Regions from separate parts of the Sus scrofa genome. Here regions 2 and 3 are each linked to region 1. A link is a contact called in public HiChIP or PLAC-seq data. All regions are on one chromosome and are shown on one strand. The core of a region is the stretch at or near the end of the contact, and the rest is flanking DNA. Distances in the headings are between cores, read along the strand shown. Region 1 holds the start of UPF1 (regulator of nonsense transcripts 1). Region 2 holds the start of C2H19orf60. Region 3 holds the start of KLHL26 (kelch-like protein 26).

Region 1 (4,986 bases), core at 1,481-3,980:
GTTTCAATTTCTGTGATTACATGTAGGTTTTCCAATTCAGTGGCAGCAATTACTGCTGTAAATTTTGATAGAGGGAGAGGGAGAGAGAGAGAGAGCAGAAGGAGAGACCACAGAACTCTTCTAGGAAGCTGGTGTTCCCCTCACGAATTTATTTCTCACAGTTGAAAGTTGTGTCCCCTGGACCCTCCCAGGATGGGTGAGAATGTCTTAAGTGAAAAATGCATTCTAACATTTCAATCTCTTTAAACCTTTAACTCCCTTCCTCTATAGTAAACCATAGTTACTATTGAATTGTTTATATCTCCTTCCAATTTATCATATTTTGCTTCATGTATTTTGGGGCTTTGTTGTTAGGTGTTTTCATGTTTATAATTGTTATTTCTTTCTGATAGATAAAAACTTTTATCCTTATATGATGTTCTTCGTCTCAAGTACAATTTTAGTCTTAACGTCTTTTGTTTTGTTTTGTTTTGTTTTTTTGGTCTTATGTCTTTTTAGGGCACCCATGGCATATGGAAGTTCCCAGGCTAGGGGTCCAATCGGAGCTTCAGCTGCCAGCCTATGCCACAATCACAGCAACACCAGATCTGGGCTCTGTCTGTGACCTACACCACAGCTCACAGTAACGCCAGATCCTTAACCCACTGAGTGAGGCCAGGGATCGAACCCACAATGTCACGGTTTCTAGTTGGATTCGTTTCTGCTGCACCACAATGGGAAGTCCTTAACATCGGTTTTATCTGGTATTATCATAGCTAATCCAGCTCTCTCTTGGTTACCATTTGCATGGAATATCTTTTCTATCCATTTACTTCCAACCTACTTGTCTTGGAATCTATAGCGAGTCTCCTGTAAGACAGCATAGTTGGATCACGATTTTTTAAAAAACAAATCAATTCTGACAACTTCTTCTTTTTTTTTTCTTTGTCTTTTTAGGACCACATCTGCAGCATATGGAAGTTCCCAGGCTAGGGGTCAAATTGGAGCTGTAGCTGTCAGCCTATACTACAGCCACAGCAATGTGGGATCCAAGCCGTGTCTGTGACCTACACCACAGTTCATGGCAATGCCTGATCCTTAACCCACGGAGCGAGGTCAGGGATTGAACCCGAGTCCTCATGGATACTAGTCAGGTTCGTTACTACCGAGCCACAATGGGAACTCCTTTTTTAAGTGGAGAGTTTAATCATTTACATTTAATAAATTACTCATAGGGACTTATTTCTGCCATTTATTTCTATATGTGGTATCTTTTCCCCCCAATTTCTCCTTTATTGCTTTCTTTTGTGTTAAATGGTTATGTTTTAGTTTATCACCCACAGTGCCATTTTGTCTTTTCTTGTGTGTGTCTTTTAGGGCCGCACCTGCGCATATGGAGGTTCCCAGGCTAGTAGTCTAATCAGAGCTACAGCTGCTAGCCTACACCACAGCCACAGCAACGCGGGATCTGAGCCTCGTTTGAGACCTACACCACAGCTCATGGCAACGATGGATCCTTAACCACTGAGTGAGGCCAGGGATCGGACCCACAACCTCATAGTTCCTAGTCAGATTAGTTTCCACTGCGCCACGACAGGAACTCCCACAGTGCCATTTTGCGAATGTGAGTATATGTAGGAAATAAGAGGATATCCTTAGAAGTGGAATTGCTAGATCAAAGGCAGGGTAGGGCATGCATTTAAAACTCCGAGAGGGACCTCCCATCATGGCTCAGTGGTTAAGAAACCCAATCTAGCATCCATGAGGATGTGGGTTCCATTCCTGGCCTCGCTCAGTGGGTTAAGGATCTGGAATTGCCATCAGCTGTGGTATGGGTCACAGACATTCCTCAGATCAGGGCCGAAGTGGCGGCATATGGAGGTTCCCAGGCTATTGGTCAAATTGGAGCTACGGCTGCTGGCCTTTGCTGCAGCCACAGCAACTCCAGATTCAAGCCATGTCTGCAGCCTAGGCCACAGCTCACAGCAATGCCAGATCCTTAACCCACTGAGGAGGCCAGGGATCAAACTTGCATCCTCATTATTCCTAGTCAGATTTGTTTCCACTGAGCCACTACCGGCACTCCCCTCAGCCCATCTTAATGGTTATTATTTCCCTTTCCCAGCGGAGGAAATCCTAGGCTGAGACGTGAAATCATTTGCACAAAGTCACACAGCCAGTAGGTGGCCAGGTCTGGATTTCAAACCTGAGCAAGTGCTCCCAAGTGCTTTGTTATATACTGCCTCTGAATAATATTATAATTGTACAGAACTGCTGCAACCACCATTTCTGCGTGCTATGTGCTGTGCTAAGGGCTGTCCCCACTAATTTATTCAACAAATGCACACTGAGCAGCTACTATGTGCCAGGCATCCCCATTTTAAAGGTGAGGAAACAGGCCCAGGAAGATTCTCTAAAAGATGGGGACGCACCGCACCGTCCTCGACAAGCTTCCCCAGCTGGGTTCCACCTGTGTAAGGTATTCAGTTGGCGGTCAATTAACCCAAGACATTGTCGCCGCCCCTAAGGGCAAGGACCACCACATCTACACCATCCGCTGCCCAGGCGCCACGGAGGAGCGGTTGGAGCGAGACTAGCTTCTCGAGCCGCCGTCGGGAAGACGGTTGGAAGCCCCGCCTCCCGCGCTTGCGCGCTGCGCGTTCTGTCGGCCCACTCAGCTCCGGGAGTCCGGGCGCGGTAGGAGGCGTCCTCGAGGAGCGCGTTCGTCTGCGCCGGCGTCGGGCTCGCGCACGCGCACCTGCGGCGGCGTCGGGCTCGCGCACGCGCACGGCGGCGGCGGCGGTTCCTGCCGGGGGCTGCGAGGGCGGGCGGCTCCGAAGGAAGCGGTGGTACTGAGGGGCTCAGCGGCAGAGGCGGCGGCTCGGCGCGCGTGGCTCTCGACCCGGTTCGCACCGCGGCGGGCGTTTTGATCTTGTCCAGGAGCGCGGGCGCGGCGGCGGCGGCGGCGGCGGCGGCGGCGGCTGCCCAAGACCTGCGGCCTAGGCCTCAGCGCAGCGGCGGGCTCGAGTGCGGCGCGGAGCCGGCCTGAGGGCCCTACGCGGCGGCACCATGAGCGTGGAGGCGTACGGGCCCAGCTCTCAGACGCTCACCTTCCTGGATACCGAGGAGGCCGAGCTCCTCGGCGCCGACACGCAGGGCTCCGAGTTCGAGTTTACCGACTTCACCCTCCCCAGCCAGACGCAGACGCCCCCCGGTGGTCCTGGAGGTGGAGGCGCTGGGGCCCCGGTCGGCGCGGGGCCGGGCGCGGCCGCCGGACAGCTCGACGCTCAGGTGAGCGGCACATGGCGGCGCCGGAAGATGGGGCCAGGCCTCGGCGGCCGGGAACCTGCCCTGGCTCCCCCTCCATCGGGGCAGAGGCTGATGTGCTCGTGTTTCAAACTCCAGTCGGGCCTGGAGTAACCTGGCGGGGTCTCTCCCATTCAGGACGTCCCCGGAGTAACCTGCCCCGGCTCCCGCTCTCCAGCCGGATCCAGGCAAACCTACCTCAAGTCCTGCTCTGGTTGCGTCCGGGTGATTTCAGGATCTCGTTCAGGCTAGGTCTTACGCGATCTGTCCCAAGTCCCCTTCCGGGTCTGTCTTTGGCCAAGTCGGGGATGACCTGTCCCCGAGTTCTCCAGCTGGGTCGGTGATCTGCTCCGGTCCCCTCCTCTGGCTGATCCGACCGCCCTGCCCCACCCCCTTACCTGTGGTCGGAACCTTCAGAGCACTCTCCCTTACCCCTCTTATGCCCACTGAGCGGCGGATTCAGATTTCCCTGGGCTCAGGGACGCTGGTGAGAGGAGGGTCGAGGCTCCCCCAGCAGAAACGGAACTTTTGCCTCCAGTCGTGAACCCCATACTCGTTGGCTTTTAAGATTATTCAGGAGGCAGTTTGCGTTTTGTTTTTCTTTCTGGCATTGCCTGTTGCTGAAACCGACCTGTTACGTAACTCCGCAGCCCTGCCTTGGAAAAGTTGGGTTTGAGTTTGTTCCTCCAACGGGGTAATAGTGGTGGGTTTTACTTAAATTGGTCTGCCACGTCAGAGACTTTTGTTCTTAATGATGTGAAGACTATTTTAAATTTGGGTTTGTGTTATGAGAAGTATTGGGCATACACTTCCTGGATCTGGGGCCCTGCCCTAGGGTGGGCAAGGGGGCTGGCTGTGGTCTTGAACTGGGCTCACTTGGGAATGTAGCCATCATCTTCTGAATCTCAGATTCCATTTCTTTGCCTGGTACCTCCTTTGATTTTATTTTCCTGAATTCTCAGCCGTGGAGGAGATATAGGGCTTGCCTTGTTGCAGGTGTCCCTTGACATGAGGACCCACCGTCAGATCTTGGGGAGCCAACCTGTCCTCAGCCAGAGTGAGCTTAGACCCTGTCCTGGGGAAGGGGGCTTACATTGTAGTTGGTTGAGTCACTCCCATGGGTAGACCACCCACTTGGACTTTCTCTTAGCCCCTAATAGAAGCAAAAAACATTTGACTCATTCTAACCTCAGATTCCTTAAAAATAGATGCTTGATGGGTGGGGGCATCAGGGAGAACAGGTGTGCATGTATGTATGTTTTTTCAGTTTTGTTTACATATGATGGGGGAAGTTAGAGGGGAAAGTTTGCATGGAGACATGAATGAGCCACCAGAGACTCTTGATAACACTTGTAGTTTCATACCTTGTAGATTTGTTCCCACAACTTTAAAATGGGGGTAACAGCTCTTATTTGGTTACCTTTAGACATATGTGAAATTGGACTTCTGTATGAACGGATAGACCTGATAGTGTTGTCTATAATTTGCGTCCACCATGTCCGGGAAGCTGAGGATAAAAATCTCTTGGTTGAGCAGTGTGTCATGACCTATGGTAGCTCAGGGTTGTGAAAGGTAATTGTTTTATTGCAAATCCTTTTTAAACTGTAGCCTATAAAACAGCAAACCTGGGCAGCTCCAAGTTGTAGTTTTGGTCCTTGGTTTCTGTTTTCGGTTAATTGTGGGGGCGTGTCCTCTTTTAGT
Region 2 (4,986 bases), core at 1,656-4,155, 220 kb before region 1:
GGGGAGTGCTGCCAGTAATATGCTTACCAGATCCTCTGTAACTGAAGTGTGCTCTCTCTAGGCATCCCACCTGACCAGCAGCGTCTGATTTTTGCTGGCAAACAGCTGGAGGATGGCCGCACTCTCTCAGACTACAATATCCAGAAAGGTATTGGGGCGAAGTGGCTAATAGGACTTCAGTGAGACCTGCGACCCAAGAAGAGGCACTGACAGCCTCTTTGGCACCAGAACAGGGCCGCAGGGGGAGGGGTGGTTATTAAGGGTGAGGACCTGATAGAGCTAGAGAGTGTTGTTTTGTAAGATAACTGTTTTCATCACTGGAAAGCATCTTACGATCTCCACCTGTGTTTTCAAATGGCAGTGGTTTCACATGTTTTTATTCACCTTTTTTAAAAATTTAAGTTGTGCGTGTTTTAATGTGACAGCTACTGTAAAAAAATCAGCATCACTTTTTGCAGTGAAAGATTAGCTATATTGCTTAGCAAAGTAGAAGGCATCACTTATAATTGCCTTGCCTGTGGGGAAACTCAGATGGACACCACTTTTGGTATATACTAGTCTCAGACCCCCCCTGAGAACTGGTGGGAAATAACAGGATGCAGGTGGTGGGGTGGAATGGGGTGGTGTGTCCATCTACACATAGAACACCCCGGAGATTCTGATGTGTCCCCATCACACTTGAGAAGCTCTGGTCTACAGGGTGGTGGAGGCTGCCCTGCACTTGTGGAACTGAGGTGCTGGGCCTAGGCTTAGTTGCTGTCTCTCCACCCTTCATTTCATGTAGAGTCCACCCTGCACTTGGTGCTTCGTCTGCGAGGTGGCATCATCGAGCCCTCCCTCCGCCAGCTCGCTCAGAAATACAACTGCGACAAGATGATCTGCCGCAAGTATGCACTCTCAGATGTGGGGGCTGGGCTGGCCTTGGTTTGGAGGGAGTCAGGGTGTGCCCTTATCACTTCTTCTTGTCTTTGTTCAGGTGTTATGCTCGCCTGCATCCCCGCGCGGTGAACTGCCGCAAGAAGAAGTGTGGCCACACCAACAACCTGCGCCCCAAGAAGAAGGTCAAATAAGACCTTTCCACCAGCTTCTCCTTTGTCTGCAGGGCAGCCTCCTGCCCAAGCCCCATGGCCCTGGGGCCTCAATAAAGTTTCCCTTTCGTTGACTGGAGCAGTAACTGGTGTCCCTGTGGCTGGTCTGTCCAATGGGGAGGTGGTTGAGTGTAGGTGTCTCCCCTAGGGACTTGCTATTACCCAATTTGTCATAGTGCATGGGGGTCCTTTATCCTGGGTTCCAGCTGTATTATCTGTAAAATGGGCCATGGTCCCTGCCCTTCCCATCTGAAGTTGTCATAACCACAGCACAGGAAAGTTTGAGCCACACATAGCCTGCCCATCTGGGTTATGTTATCTATAACCTGAGAATAGACTAAGCCTAGTGTCTGATGGGGTCTGGTCAGGCACATTGACAACTCTCATTCTTGGGCCCTAAAGGTGTTCAAGTGTGGGCAGGTAGAAAGGAACACCCTCATCTCACATAAAACACCTGTTCTCAGTTTGGACTGACCATTAGCTTCTGGGCCCCACCCAAGACCAATGATGTTTGGGAAGGGCAGGCCCCAGCAAATCGGGTGAGGGTTGTAGTTCCCTGGTAAGACAATGCCTTTTTTTTGTCTTGCAAAAATTGGAGCTTGTAGATGACAACCCAAACCTAGACAGTGTTTCCTAAAAACAGCTGAGGAGTTCCCGTCGTGGCGCAGTGGTTAGCGAATCCGACTAGGAACCATGAGGTTGCGGGTTTGGGTCCCTGCCCTTGCCATGAGCTGTGGTGTAGGTTGCAGACGCGGCTTGGATCCAGCGTTGCTGTGGCTCTGGCGTAGGCCAGTGACTACAGCTCCGATTAGACCCCTAGCCTGGGAACCTCCATATGCCGCGGGAGCAGCCCAAAGAAATAGCAAAAAGACCAAAAATAAATAAATAAATAAAATAAATAAAAACAGCTGAGACCTGGAGTGTCATCTAAAGGCTGTCACTTAATACCCCAGGTGGTTGATTTTCATCTTGTTCAATTACCCCCTTCTCTTTAGGCCAGGCTACCACCATTTTTCTCCTCTACCCCATGAGCTCTATCTCCAGCTCCCAGGCCTCTGTGGTTAATATGAACCCCTGCTGGCCTCAGCCCTGCCCCAGACTCCCACATCAGGGCCTTTGCACAGGTTCTCCTAGCTCATTTCTGAGTAGTTCCCGGGGAATCTGCTGTGGACTGGGTTCCAGTGACTCCAGTGTCAACTTGCGTTCAGATTGTACTCTTTTTTTTTTTTTTTTTTTTTTGTCTTTTCTAGGGCCATACCCGAGGCATATGGAGGTTCCCAGGCTAGGAGTCTAATCAGAGCTGTAGCCACTGGCCTACGCCGCAGGCACAGCCACGCAGGATCCAACCTGTGTCTGCGACCTACACCACAGCTTGAGGCAACGCCGGATTCCTAATCCGCTGAGCAAGGCCAGGGATCGAACCCACAATCTCATGGTTCCTAGTCAGATGCGTTAGCCACTGAGGCATGACGGGAACTCCAGATTCTACTCTTGTCACAAGCTTATGGCATTAGATGACGGATATCACCTCAGGTTCCATTCCTTATTTGAGTGGAGATGGGATGTGAGGAGATGGAAGTCGAGCGTTGACATCGTATGGAAACAAACCGAGGAATACCCTTGCTCTATAGTGAACCTGTACATTTCAAGATCAAAAATGTTAAGAAGGCAGGCGCTGGACGGAAACAAGGGAGTGGGGGGTGCTTGGAGAGTGTCAGGACAGAGAAGCTGGCTGTCTTCGCTTCCCAGTCTTCCCCAGGATCGCTCAAGTTTTTCCTGCCGCAGGCTGGGTCTAGAAGCCTCCGGGCCTCCAGGGGGCGCCTGGCGCAGCGATGCAACCTGCTCCCGGGCGGGGCCAGGGCTGCGCAGTCATGATCACCGCCGAGGCCGCGGCAGAGTCGGCTGTCTCCGCGGTTCCTGAGGCTGCGGATAACACGGGAGGCCCGGAAAGAGAGGAGCTGGTGTGGCCTTGGGTGAGCTCGAGCCCGAGCGGGAACAGGCATGGGGTGGGCGGTGCAGGCCCGAGGGCGCCGTTTTCATGCCCCAGCCCTGCCCCCCGCCCCATAGAAAGATGCCCCGATCCGGGTGCTGGTACAGCGCATCCACCAGTTGCAGGCTGAGCGCGCGCAGGCCTTCCGTCGGCTGGAGGAGTAAGTGTGGGCGTAGGGGAAAGGAGAAGTCGCAAGGTTCAGCACCCAGCCCGCTCGCGGGACGGGTGCGCCGTGGGAAGAATCTGGGAACCTGAGCGAACGCAGTGTCAGAGGTGGGGCGGGATTTACAGGGAGACCAGATCTTTCCCCCTCCCCATGCGCAGGGGTGGGCCCGTTTTGGGTTACCCTGCGGTACTCACAACGTCCTCCATACTCTGGGGTCCAGGGCAGGGACACTTCTTGGGGGGCTTTCAGGTGGTCGATTCGGGTGCAGGGACTGAGAGCTGGGACCGTAGCCTCAGGACCCCCACCTGCCACAGAGGCCACCGCCAGTACCTGAGCAGCGGCCCGCCTTACGACTTCCCGCGCTACCGGAGCACGGTACACGAGGTGACCCAGGCTTTCACCGCCGCCTCTCGGGAAGTGCTGGCGGTGGAGGCGGAGCTGACCGGACCCCGACAGCAGCCGCTGCTCGCGAGCCACGTGCGCAGGCTGCAGCAGCTGGAGGAGACGCGCCTGGCCACGGTGAGGCCCCGCCCGGCAGCAGTGTGTCCTACTCTAGGGCTTGTCTCTCGGGCCTTGGCCCATTGGGCGCCACTTGGGGGAGGGGCCAGATTCCGTCCTCTCAAGTCCCGCCCCTGGCGCCCCAGAATCCACTTCTTCTTGCCCCCACTTTAGTCGTCCATTAAGGTTTCACTGGAAATTTTCAGGTTTAGTCCCCTCTTGTCTGCCTCCACTTACATCCAGGTTTTTTTAGCCCCAGGACACGCCTACTCTATCCCAGACTCCGCCCCTACCGCGCTCCTTCTTCTCTGGCTTTTGCCAATACCCCAGATGTGGTACTCAACCCCCTGAAGATTGGGGGCCTTGAGTTTCCTGGCCGTGTCCCAGTCCCATTCCGAGTAACCTTAGACTCCCACCCTAGGTTCTGGGCCGGCTCCTCCCTCTAGGTTTCCATGGCCCCGCCTACTCTGCTGATGTATTACCATTCCCAGTCCAAATTCACCTCAAGCCACGCCTGCATCATAGTTTACATTGGGATTCCCATCCTGCACCGCGCAGGGACAACACGGGTTCCTCAACTCGCTGTGACACAAGGGAACTCCTCAGTCGAGGTTTTTGGCCTACATCCACCCTGGGATTATAAAGCCCCGGCTGGTCCCTGAGACCCCACGTACTTCACCCTGGACCACCAATCACTGGCCGAGATTTCACCACTATTTCCTTTCCCTGCCTACATGAGGCTGCGCCTGTGCTGTGCTCTGCACTGATTCTAGGGCCCGCCCATTCGGCCTCTGGCCTCAGGAGCCCCCTAAACCTAACCCCAGATTCCTCCTGGGCTTAGTAGCACCCCTTGAGACTTCAGCTTCCTATGGCCCCACCGTGGTGCTGGCTTTCCTGGTGCTTCAGCATCTTTTCCTAACACATGGGAGGGCAGGGGGATGGTCTGCCAGCTGTGACATCCTCCTTGCTGCCCACCCCCCAACTAGGTGGCCCTGCTACAGCTGATGGGGACACCAGAGCTGACTGAGCAGGAGGATACCATGCAGATGGACCAGCTGAAGATGAAGTGAGCGCTGTCCCCATGTTTGGTTTGCACACGCATCCTTGGGCACCCATCCCCAGCCAGGTGTGCCCCAGGGCTGGCAAGGTCAGGCTGTGCCAATCCTCTGAACCTGCACACAACCCTTAGGGTGCGCACTCCAGAGTCCTCATCTGGTGGCTCCTAGATATACATTCCCTCAGCA
Region 3 (4,986 bases), core at 956-3,455, 180 kb before region 1:
CCCTGTCCCCACCTGCCTCTGCTGCATTCCAGGTGTTGCAGCCAATCAGGTTCAGGGGGAGCCTCGCTCTGCCTGCCCCCGCCCCACCCCATCCCATCTATTGTATCTTCTGTTAGCTCCACCTGGAAAGTACATCCTGGATAGGATCACCTTCCATTGTTCCCTGGCCACCACCCTGGGATGAGTACCATCTTTTGGCCAGGAAATCTTGCCTCCTAAGCAAGGTCTCTAATCCGAGATATTGCCTCCAATTGTGGGTGTTGTTTCCATTCCCTCCACTCACAAGCCACCCCTCACCACCTCATTTTATGGAGGGGAAATGCCTCCACAGTGGTCCACAAAGTCACCAATGACTTATAGCACCCCTAATTTCTGCCCACCCCATCTTCTCCTCCCTTCTCCCTCTCCCTCACTCTTCCCTGCCAGGCAACACTCCAGGCATGCTCCTACCTCAGGGCCTTTGCACTGGCTGTCCTGTGCTGTGTGATCTTGGAGTGCTTAGTATGTCCACAGACCATGCATCTGTAGTGTGCTACATGCGAGCGCACAGCCAGGGGCCCAGTGAGCTTCTGGCTTATTTTTGACTGTGTGTCTGACATGTGGGTCAAATCTGGGTGTTATGAAGTGTGCGTGCATATGGATACCAGTGACTGCAGCCGTCTCTGTGTTGAGTGTGGGAGCGAAAGGTCTCTGCTGAGTGGGGTTTGATGCCTGCATGTGGTTCATGTGGAACAAAGGCTCAAATGGCAGGCAGACCACAGGCAGGGAAGGGAGTGTGTGCAGAGGTAGCTGGCACGTGAGCTGCTCATGCATTCACACATTCAATATTTATCGAGTGCTTATTATATGCTGGAGGGGTCAGCAAGGCCATATCAACTTGCACAGTGTCAACTCCTGAGCATTTTACACAAATGATTGAGTACCTACTGTGTACCTGAACCTCTGCTGGAGATGGATCAATTGAGTCTGGTTCTCTCTGAAGGAGCACACCCAGGCAGGCCCCTTGCTTCTGCCTCTGGGGTCCCCGGGCCCACGTCTGCCCCCCTTTCCCAGAGCTGACTGCAGGAAGTCTCTGAGCCCCATCTGAACCCCTGGACCCTGCCCAAGGCTGCACAAGGGAGGGTTTGCTAACTCAGGAGGTGAAGGAATATATGGGTTCAAGGCTGGAGAGAAAACCCCGCAAGCTTGAACCTTTGCAGGGTAAGATTCTAAGCTTTTAGTGGCGGTGGGTGTGGCGGCCTCAAAATCTCTGAAAACTTTACAGAGGCCTTCTTGGCTCTGGGCTCCACGGAGTCCAGAAGGGAGAAGGGGAAAGGTAGGCAGGAAGGAAGAAGAACAAGAGAAAAAACAAGGAAACAGATGCTGGATTTTGAGCCCTGGCTGAGATTAGGGTGTTTGGAGTGCTGGAGCTAGTGGATCCAAGGGGGTTGGGTCTGGTGGAATGGGCTTTGGGGGCTTAAGTGGGTTCGAAGGGTCTGGGGGCAACGATTTGGGGGAGTGGAGTTTAGATTTGAGTAGAGGACGGGGGAGATAGCTTGAGGACACAGGTTTTGGGGTGTGGGAACCAGAATTGAGAGTGAAGCAGGAGGTTTGGGGATCTGATTGCAGATGATTGGAATCTGAGGGTGGAGGCTCTGGAAAGATGCGGGAGGATTGGTACCCAAAGATGGGTGGGAAGTCTGAGTTCGAGTCTGACGGAGGTCGCAAGGATGGAGTGACCCTGGAAGGAGGAAGAGGGGATTCTCAGAGGTCTTTGACTAATTTTCCCATGCCCCTCCTCTCCTCTCAGCCCCACCCCTCCTCTTCCCAGAGCAAACCCCGCTCCTGAAGTGCCATACTTCACCATCCGGCTTCCCACCCCACCCATTTCTCCCTGGTCCCCCTCTCTCCACACCCACAGCAAGGTTGCCTTTGCCCCGCCCCTCCCAGAAGGCCCCGCCCCTTACCCCGGACACAACTCTCGTAGAATCTTGCCCCTTTCCCCTCGTCCTTCTCCCGCCAATTCTCCGACCCTCCTCAGACCCACGCCTGCGCCTGGTCCAAGACTCCATCCCTCTCCCCAGGCTCCACCCCCTAGCTGATCCGACTCCCGCCTTCGCCCGCTCCCCCCCAAGCCCCGCCCCCTCCCAGGCCAGGACCCCTCCCTCTTCAAACCCGACCCCACCCCTCGCCCGTGCCCCGCCCCCCGCAGAACAGGCCCCGCCCCACCCCCCACGACTTAGTCTCCCCGGCTGGCGCGCTCGGTTCCCGTCACTAGCACGCGCGGTGGCGGCGGCTGGAAGATGGCGGAGTCTGGCGGCGGTGGTGGTGCTGGTGGCGGCGGCTTCAGCGCGGGTCCGGGCCCCGAGCGCCCGAGCAGGTGAGACTCAGCCTGCAGGGTGTGCCTGCGCCTGCCCCTGGGGCCGGTGCGACCTATGGGGAGTCCTGGGGATCCTGAGGGGCTGAGGAGAGGCCTGAGCCGGCTCGAGGATCATTATGGGGGCTGCGGGCTTTAGGGTTCCATGGAGTACTAAGGGGACTGAGGGCTGTTCAGGGGGCCTCTGAACGCGAGCTGGGGACCCCAGCAACTCCAGGCTTCTGCATGCGGCACTAGGGGCCTGAGAGGGCATTGAGAGCTACAGCTGTCTATCTGAAGGGAAACACCAGGGCTTCTGACTGTGATGTAGTCATGGGGGAACTGATGATGCCAAGTGGTCTGGGAGTCAGGGAGGTCCTGAGCAGAGGCCTTAGACAGTTTTGAGGTTGTTGAGGCTGTCTTGGGGACTCTGAGAAGGGGACCCGAGGGCAGTTTGGAGAGACTGAGGCCTGGGGCTTTCTGGAGGGTGCTGAAGGACCCTAAGGTTTCTGAAAGTAGTCCTAAGAGCATGCTTAGGGGACTTGGGATGGGTGAGGACTGTGGAAGTTTGGGAGTAGGAGACTCAAGTGAACCTGAGGTTCTGAAAGAGGCCTAAGGGACCTGGGAGAAGCTGAGAGAGGAAGCTGAGGGGCCGTGGGGGTCCCAGGGGTCCTGAGGGGCTGGAGTGGGCCTTGGGGAGCCTGAGGGTGGTGAGAGTGCCCTGAGGGTCTTAAAAAACATGAGAAGTGTCCATCCTTGGTACTCCTTCCTCCAATCCCCATGGTATGTAAATCCCACACCTCCTGCCCCAGGCTATAGAACTTGAAACAAGGTCTTGCTCAGATCAAGGCAGAAGAATTTACTCCCTTTGGTCAGAGAGAGGCCAAGTCCTGAGACTGGTAGCTTGAACCTCAGAATTGGCACAGCAATTGAAGCTGTCTGTATGCATTTTTTTAGGTTCTCAGAGGGGAAGAAAACCTACTTTAGGATGCAAGATGTCCCTCCCTCTTTCCATTGCAAAAAGCCAGGGTGGTCCAGACCCTCTCTTCCCAGCCCCGCAGGACAACCTGATACCCTTGGCTGGCCAAGGAAAAAATTCAAGCTTTATCTCACTGGTGAGCTCATGGGAGCAAATAATTTCGGCCAACACGATAAATGATAAAGTGGTCAGTCCTTGTGTGCTTCAGAGTCAATCCTTGTTGTGGGGACCTGGGCTGAACTAGGCCAGAAAGGCCTGATGGTCCAGGCACACGAGTTGGGCTTGGAGGCCTTTAGTGGGGAGCAAGGAGAGGCCAGAGGATTTGGGAAGACATTCAGGGGGTAGATGGGCAGGACTTGGTGACCTGTAGGAGATGGCATGTAAAGGACAAACTAGAGGGGATAGCAAATCCTAGGACCCTGCCTGGGCCCTGAGTAGGGATAATCTGGGGCAAGTGTGAGGTATAATTAGTTACATGCTATACAATTCACTCATTTTAGCTGAACAGTTCATTGAGTTTTAATAAATTTATAGTTATACACCCACTAATACAACTGGGTTTTTAGAATGCATCCATCACTACAGTGAATTCTGTCAAGCCTGTTGCAGTCAACTACTCTCCCACTTCCAACCTCAGGCACACTCTGCTTTCACCTGCTACAGTTTTGTCTTTTTAGAAATTTTATATGAATGGAGTCATATAATATGTAGCTTCTTGTGTGTGGCTCCTTTCCCTTACGGAATTGGTGGGTTTTTTTTTTTTTTTTTTGGTCCTTTTATGGCTGCACCTTCGGCATATGGGGTCTAATCAGAGCTGTAGCTGCTGACCTACACCATAGCCACAGCAATGCCAGATCCAAGCTGTGTCTTAGACCTATACCACAGCTCACGGCAATGCCGGATCCTTAACACACTGAGCGAGGCCAAGGATTGAACCTGCATCCTCATGGATGCTAGTCAGATTTGTTTCCACTGAGCCACGATGGGAACTCCCTAACAGAATTTTTTTTTTGTCTTTTTGTCTTTTTAGTGCTGCACCCATGGCACATGGAGGTTCCCAGGCTAGGGGTCTAATAGGAGCTATAGCTGTTGGCCTATGCCACAGCCACAGCAACGCCAGATCCAAGCCACGTCTGTGACCCATACCACAGCTCATGGCCACGCTGGATCCTCGACCCGCTGAGTGAGGTCAGGGATCGAACCCACAACCTCATGGTTGCTAGTCAGATTTGTTTCCGCTGCGCCACGATGGGAACTCCGAGAATTTTTTTTTTCTTTTTAGGGCCTCACCTGTGCCATATGGAAGTTCCCAGTCTAGGGGTCCAGTTGGAATCTCAGCTGCCAGCCTACGCCATGGCCACAGCAACTCGGGATCCGAACCGCATCTGCAACCTACACCACTGCTCATGGCACCTAACAGAATATTTTTGAAGTTCATCTGTGTTGTCATAAGTATCAGAAGTTCATTCTTTTTTCACTGCTGCCTAGTATTCCATTGTATGGCCGGACACAATTTGTTTATCCATTTACTGGTTGATAGAAATTTGGGTAATTTCCATTTTGACGATTACAAATAAAGTTGCTGGAACATAGCGTGTATCGGTACTTCATTTCTCTTTATGGCTGCATAATATTCCATTGTGTAAACATATCATGTTTTGTTTATTCATTC

What was found. HiChIP or PLAC-seq counts read pairs in DNA pulled down with a chosen protein or histone mark.
Region 2: a contact with region 1 is called in an H3K27ac HiChIP or PLAC-seq map of alveolar macrophages. The contact joins the promoter of C2H19orf60 here to the promoter of UPF1 in region 1. A contact is called at or near these places in 1 of 5 promoter capture datasets (fetal liver), 12 of 47 Hi-C or Micro-C datasets (alveolar macrophages, embryonic fibroblasts, epiblast stem cells and 8 more) and 2 of 2 datasets of contacts at active chromatin or transcription factors (alveolar macrophages and skeletal muscle).
Region 3: an H3K27ac HiChIP or PLAC-seq map of skeletal muscle shows a contact between it and region 1, with 6 times the contacts expected there. The contact joins the promoter of KLHL26 here to the promoter of UPF1 in region 1. A contact is called at or near these places in 1 of 47 Hi-C or Micro-C datasets (mesenteric adipose tissue) and 2 of 2 datasets of contacts at active chromatin or transcription factors (alveolar macrophages and skeletal muscle).

The regions. Positions count from the first base shown.
Region 1 is chr2:59,011,290-59,016,275 of Sscrofa11.1, reverse strand. It overlaps UPF1 (regulator of nonsense transcripts 1), which reads left to right and starts at 2,730. Exons shown (of 24, transcript XM_021083471.1): 1 at 2,730-3,270. The coding sequence starts at 3,049.
Region 2 is chr2:59,234,990-59,239,975 of Sscrofa11.1, reverse strand. It overlaps C2H19orf60, which reads left to right and starts at 2,905. Exons shown (of 5, transcript XM_005652933.3): 1 at 2,905-3,061; 2 at 3,156-3,238; 3 at 3,513-3,763; 4 at 4,729-4,808. The coding sequence starts at 3,160. LOC106508380 (a long non-coding RNA gene) reads right to left here and starts at 3,765. Exons shown (of 2, transcript XR_001305188.2): 1 at 3,439-3,765; 2 at 2,715-3,329. UBA52 (ubiquitin A-52 residue ribosomal protein fusion product 1) reads left to right here. Exons shown (of 5, transcript NM_214211.1): 3 at 62-148; 4 at 785-887; 5 at 977-1,172. The coding sequence ends at 1,070.
Region 3 is chr2:59,191,167-59,196,152 of Sscrofa11.1, reverse strand. It overlaps KLHL26 (kelch-like protein 26), which reads left to right and starts at 2,205. Exons shown (of 3, transcript XM_003123523.5): 1 at 2,205-2,359. The coding sequence starts at 2,283.